Regions from separate parts of the Sus scrofa genome. Here region 1 is linked to region 2. Evidence: chromatin contacts called from public promoter capture Hi-C data. All regions are on one chromosome and are shown on one strand. Each heading gives the region's core, a stretch centred on a gene start, on an enhancer-like site or on the middle of the called end of the contact. The rest is flanking DNA. Distances are from core to core; before and after follow the strand shown. Region 1 holds the start of MAFG (transcription factor MafG). Region 2 holds the start of CSNK1D (casein kinase I).

Evidence for each region. Promoter capture Hi-C pulls out the DNA fragments that hold promoters and counts their contacts.
Region 1: a contact with region 2 is called in a promoter capture Hi-C map of liver, with 4 times the contacts expected there. The contact joins the promoter of MAFG here to the promoter of CSNK1D in region 2. A contact is called at or near these places in 1 of 5 promoter capture datasets (liver) and 1 of 2 datasets of contacts at active chromatin or transcription factors (alveolar macrophages).

What each region holds. Positions count from the first base shown.
Region 1 is chr12:1,067,776-1,070,669 of Sscrofa11.1, forward strand. MAFG (transcription factor MafG) reads left to right here and starts at 1,299. Exons shown (of 3, transcript XM_021066420.1): 1 at 1,299-1,373.
Region 2 is chr12:767,485-770,315 of Sscrofa11.1, forward strand. CSNK1D (casein kinase I) reads left to right here and starts at 1,372. Exons shown (of 10, transcript XM_021066360.1): 1 at 1,372-1,784. The coding sequence starts at 1,709.

The DNA of each region.
Region 1 (2,894 bases), core at 49-2,548, 300 kb after region 2:
ACCACTACATGCAGCCCTGCCAAGCAAAAGGTGACAGAGTGCTTTGGGATTCAGAGGGAAGCTACTGGAGTCTGGCAGGGAGGGTTTCTGACACCTTGATGCTCCAAGGCTCTAGGGGCCACCTGGGTGGCCTTTGTCGTTCCTTCAGTGGCACTGAATTCCCATAAGGATCCTGCCCTCGTCCCTGGCTCCTCCCTCTTTCAGCTCATCTGATCTCACTGACCTGTCTGGTGGGGGGGGGCGCGACCCTTCCTGACCTCACACCTGAGAAGAGACGTCCAGAATCTGGAAGTAGAATTGGGTCCCTTCAGTTTCCCTTCTTCCTTTCCAGACCTCTTTCTCTGGGGATTTTGAACAGAAGTGAGAAGTCCTTACAGAAAGTGTAGAAACTTTCTGTAAGGGTCCATGGGTCCATGGACGGGGACCTAAGCTCGGGGCAGACGCTGGTGAAACAGAAAGGAAAGGCGCACCCCCTACATCAACTATGAATTCAACAGATGCTTACTGATGCCCACATTCACCGCACCCACTCTGAGCCAGACGGGTTCTAGGAGCCGCCTGAGCCCGGTCCCTCATGTGAGGTCTCGGGATGCTGGGTGAAGACAGACCACACTACTCAGAAGCCTTGGAGGCGGCCTTGAGCTTCGGACAAACCCTTCGCCTCCCTGAGCCTGTGGGTCTCCTGTGAACCAGACAGCTGTTCCTGGCAAGGCTGAGGCCCGCTCCGCAATTACGGAGGCAAGGCATGCAGAGCCTGCCGGGGAGTAACAGAAACACCATGAGGACCTTCTCCATAATGCGTACGGACCTCGGATCCGCAACAGAAAACCGGACACGTGGCCTTTGCAACGTCTGCGCACAAGCCTCAGGAGAGCTTCAGAGGACCACGAGGCCCCGCCTCAAAGGGGGCGTGGCCGGACAGGGAGCGCGCGCCCGGGCCAGTCCCGCGAGACCTCACCCATCGGGCGCGGCGCGCGTTGCCAGGGCGACGGCGCCCGGCGCGCAGGCGCAGTGCCGGCGCGCTCTGCCGCCCGCCGCCGCCGTCGCCGCCGCCGCGCCTTCCCCTTTAAGCCCCAGCCGGTCGCGTCGCCGCTTCATGAATGGAGCCCACGTGACCAAACATCATGTGACGTCTGAGGAGCGGCGGCGGGCGGCGGCGGCGGCGGCGGCGGCCGGCGGCGGCGGCGGCGGCGGCGGATCCCGAGCCCCGAGCCTGGTCCGGCCCGGCCTTCCAAGCGCGCTCGGACCGGCCCGCGCAGGCGGCGAGCCCCTACCCCGGGCCCGGAGCCCCCGCGCGGCCCACTCCCGCGCGGCCTCGGAGTGCCCGCCCCGCCCCGCCCCAGCCTCGGCCCGCCGGGCCCGCAGTGTGGTGGGTGAGTGCGGCGGCGGCCGGGCCGGGGCAGGGCGCGGGGCAGCTGGGGGCTCCGGGCCGAGGGCGGGCTTCCGCGGGGCCTCGGCTCCTTCGGGCGTCCGGGGCGGCGCGGGCCGGACGCTCCGAGCTTCGGCTCTGCCCCGCGCCCTGCTGGCGGCCCGTGCCTCGATTTCCCCACTAGTCAGAAGCGGCTTCCTGCCCTTGCGCCTGGGGTGCTCGGGTGGGCGCGGGGGTGCCCACAGGGGCGGGGCGGGGCTTGCGCGGGCTGGCTTGCTGGGCCGGGGCGTCCTGGAGGGAGGGGCGGCCGGGGTGGCGGGAGGAAAGGGTGGGGTCGATCGGGGAGCCCAGGGCTCCGCGGAAGAGCCTGGCCGTCCCAGCCTGAGCTGCTGATTCATCAGGTGTCTGTGTTAACGCCTCTCGGACGCGGGGGTCCTTGGAGGCCGGGGGGAAGGGGGCGGCACGTGGGGGGTGGCTAGGAAGACCCTCCCCGCGCCGACTTCGCTCTGTCACACTCGTGCCAGAGCCCAGAGGGAGACTTGCTGAGTCATCAGCATGAGGTCACTCGATGCTTGTCCTGATGCCTGGGGGGATTTGAGCGAGGGGCTCGAGAGGCTGGAAGCGAGAGGTGAGAGCTAAACCAGGGAGTGGGAAGGGGCTAGGCCCCAGGCTGGGGTGCCTGCTTAAGTTCGGGCTGATGTGCGTGTTGAAGGTTTGGGGGGTGAGTAAATGGAGGGACCGCTATTCTTATTATTCTGGGGTAGAGGGTGAAGACCCTGGTCCGTCCATCCCCTCCCCGGCAGGCTTTTCTCAGGCTGCTGGTCCCTGACCCGCGTCTGGGACAGTTCCCCAAACTGGGAAATAGTTCTCTGAGTGAGAAGAGGGAGGAGCTTAGGGGGGCTGTGCTTGCGGGCTGGGAAGCCGGCTTTCCTTATGACTGGTCTGGTTGGCCAGGCTGGGCAGCCTCTGGGCGGGGAAGATGGGGAGACAGTGGGAGAAAGAGGGGTGCCTGTACCCGGTTTCTGGGTAACAGTGGACAGGGCAGGGGGCATGTAGGTGCAGCTCTACCAGGAAATTGCCAATGAGAGGAAGCAGCAGGACTTAGACTTCAGGGGAGTTGGTGTCTGGTGAGCAGGCCCTGCCTCTCTTCACAGCCCGCCGTGGGGTCTGGCTCGAGGCTGTGGGTGGCGGTAGCTTGGAGGGCACCCACCTTCAGGGCACTGGACTGGGGTGGACGGCATGGGCTGAAGAATCTCAGTCACCCCGGATTGTTCTGGTTGGGCTCAGGGTTGTGCAGCTTAACAAAGAAGGTGGTCCTGATGGGGTGGTGGTGGGGACTCCTGGGGAGGGAACTCCAGCCTGAGGGTCGTGTGGCCTGAGCCACCTTCCTAAGTGAATGGGTGGTTCCTGGTCTCCAGGGGCGGGGGTGGGAGTGGGGGTCTTTCCTCTAGACCAGAGCTGATCCTTTTGCCCAGGGGTTCAAGGCTAGGTAAGGCTGACCTTGTGCTTTGTCCTCAGGCATTAC
Region 2 (2,831 bases), core at 122-2,621:
AGATAGGCGCCATTAAGAGGTATAAACAGGTATCTACAAAATAAGCTGTAAGGATATACTGTACAAGACAGAGAACGTAGCCAATATTTTATAATAACTACAAATGGAGTATAACTTTAAAAAATTTATGAATCCGGTGGTCACAATTTATGCAAATGACCCCACCCCTGCCCCATCATTTGGCTCTTGCCAGTGACCTGTGACTCCCTGCAGACAAAGAACTGGCCGACCAGGACCAGCCAGTTAGCTGAAGAGGCACAGAGGGAGGTCACGGGAGCTCAGTGGCAGAAACTACCAGAAGCCAGAGGAGGAAAGAGAATGGAAGCAGTGGCCGGGAGGTGCGAGGCCACTGTGACAGCAGCAGCAGCGGGGGGACCCCAGCAGCTCCCAGCCCCCACCAGGCCCAACAGACACATGCACACACACCAAGCTCCCTCCCCGAAGGGCCTGAACGGGAGAAGGGAGGAGCGTGCTTTCAGGACACGAGAAAATGCGAAGGTCTGCAGCCAGGCCCTGCGACCTCAGAGCACAGCACTTTGTTCATGCGTGGGCCTGGGGCATGACTGTGGGGTGGAGGCTTCTCTTTGGGGTGATGGAAAAGTGAAGTTGACTGTGACGATGGTTGCTACGTGCTAAAACCATTGACTCGCACACTCTGAATGGGCGCATTGTGGAGTTCTCGCAATGGCGGTGTGGGTTAAGCAGCCCACCGCAGTGGCTCCGGTGGCTGTGGAGGTGGCTGGTTGGATGCCCAGCCTGCTGCAGCGGCGTAAAGGATCTGGTATGGCCGTGTAGGTCACAGCTACCATTTAGATTCAATCCCTTGCTGGGAAACTTCCATATGCCGCTGGTGTGGCCATGAAATCTCTCTCTATATATGTCTATATATTTTCCACTGTGTGTCAGGCACAGGCTGGGTGTCAGCTTTGAGTCCGTGTGAGCTGGGACACTACTGAGGCTGTTGGCACCCAACAAAAAAGCGTACCTAGCACCTAGTGGAGGGAGCATATTACTCCCTGCAGGTGCCGGTGCAGGGAGGTGCCTACCCCCCCCTATAGGGCACTGCCTGGGAGCCTGTCCCAGGCCTGCAGCAAGGAAACGCTGGCTTCCCAGACAGCTGCAGGGAATCCTGCACGAGCCCATAGATCCTGCCGGCGGAAGGGGTCCAGGCGAGGGGCTCTGGGCCCTGGGCTGCTGCCAGAGGCAGGGGGCAAGGAGCGGGGGGAGGTGCCTGGCCGGGTGCGTCAGTGGATCGGGAGAACGCGGTCCCTACCCCTAGAGCTGCGCAGGCCCGCCCCCAGGCCCCGCCCCGCGGTCGCGATCGCCCCGCCCCGGCCGTCGCTTGGAGCCGCGGCCCCGCCCCGCCGGGTTGCTAGGGGAAGTGACGTCACAGCGCGATGGCGGCGGCTCCTTCAGGCCCCTGAAGGGGGATTTAGGCCCGGGAGATCCGAGTCCATCCGCGGCGGGGAGAGGGCGAACGGGGTTGGCGGAGGCCGGAGCAGGGGCGGCGGCGCCCGGACTGTCCCATCCGCCCCGTATTGAGGCGCTGGGAGCGGCAGGGCGGCCGGAAAGCGATGGTGAAAGCGGGGCCGTGAGGGGGGCGGAGCCGGCAGCCGGACCCGCAGTAGCGGCAGCAGCGGCGCCGCCTCCCCGAGCTCAGACCCAGGAAGCGGCCGGGAGGGCAGGAGCGAGCCGGGCCGCCGCCGCCATGGAGCTCAGAGTGGGGAACAGGTACCGGCTGGGCCGGAAGATCGGCAGCGGGTCCTTCGGAGACATCTATCTCGGTGAGGCGCCCCTCCCCCGGGCGCGGCCCCCAAACCGGCGCCCGGCCGCCGGGCTCCGCTCCGGCCGCCGCCCCGGCGACCCCGCCCCCGGCGGCCGGACCCCTGACTCGCCCCGGGGCCCTCACGGCTCGCGCCGCTCAGCTCCCCGGGCGGGAGCCTGCGGCCCCCCCGACCCGCGCCCCGGGGCAGCCGCCCCAGCCTGCCCGCGGCCTCCGGGACGGCCGGCGACCCCGCAGGCGACAAAGCGGTCGGCGGGCGTGCGGGCCCGCGTCCTGCGCCCTGCGGCCGGGCACGAGACGAGGTGAGGCTTGCGCGCTGCCCCTGGCGGTGCCCAGCCCCTCCGGCCGCGGAGCGCAGGTGCAGCGCGGGGCCGCGCGGGGGGCCCGTCGGGCGGTGGTGGGGTACGTGTTGCGCCTCCAAGTTGCAGCCTCTGTCCCTGGCCGTCAACCAGAACGACGCTCAGGCGACCCAGGACGAAGTCAGCGTTTAGGCGTGGGCTGAAGTAGAGGCAGGTCGAGTGGCGCAGCGCTACCCGGAGCTTGTCCTTTGCTGCGAAAGTTCTCGGGGTAGACGGGAAAACCTGGGGTTAGAATGTCCCGGATTGTTTGAGGTCTCCAGCGCAAGAAGGCTCGGATACACCCGTGTGCTAGAGGGTGGGCTTGGATCTTAAAGTTGGAAGTTTAAACAGAACTCAGCGGCATTCCTCGGAGGAACTGTGGGCCACTCGCTGCCACCCCCGCGTCGGGGCTGCCCAGCCCGGCACGCCTGCTGTGCGGCGGGACTGTCGTTGCGCAAGTTCGGGGTAAACATGCGCCCGTGGCGCAGCCCGCCCCGGGGCTTCCGTTCGGCTGCTGCGCTTGTCGCCGAGGGTCCCTGATGCTCCTGGTTATGCCTTTCAGATGGTCCCAAGTGTGCGAGCTCCCCGCCCCATCCTGGGCTCTCGTTACCTGGAGCGGGTGCGCGACCTCGGTGGGCTGGTGTGTAAGAGGAGCCCCCACTGAGGGAGTTGGGAACTGCTTTTGGTACCCTTACCCCACAGGGTACCTG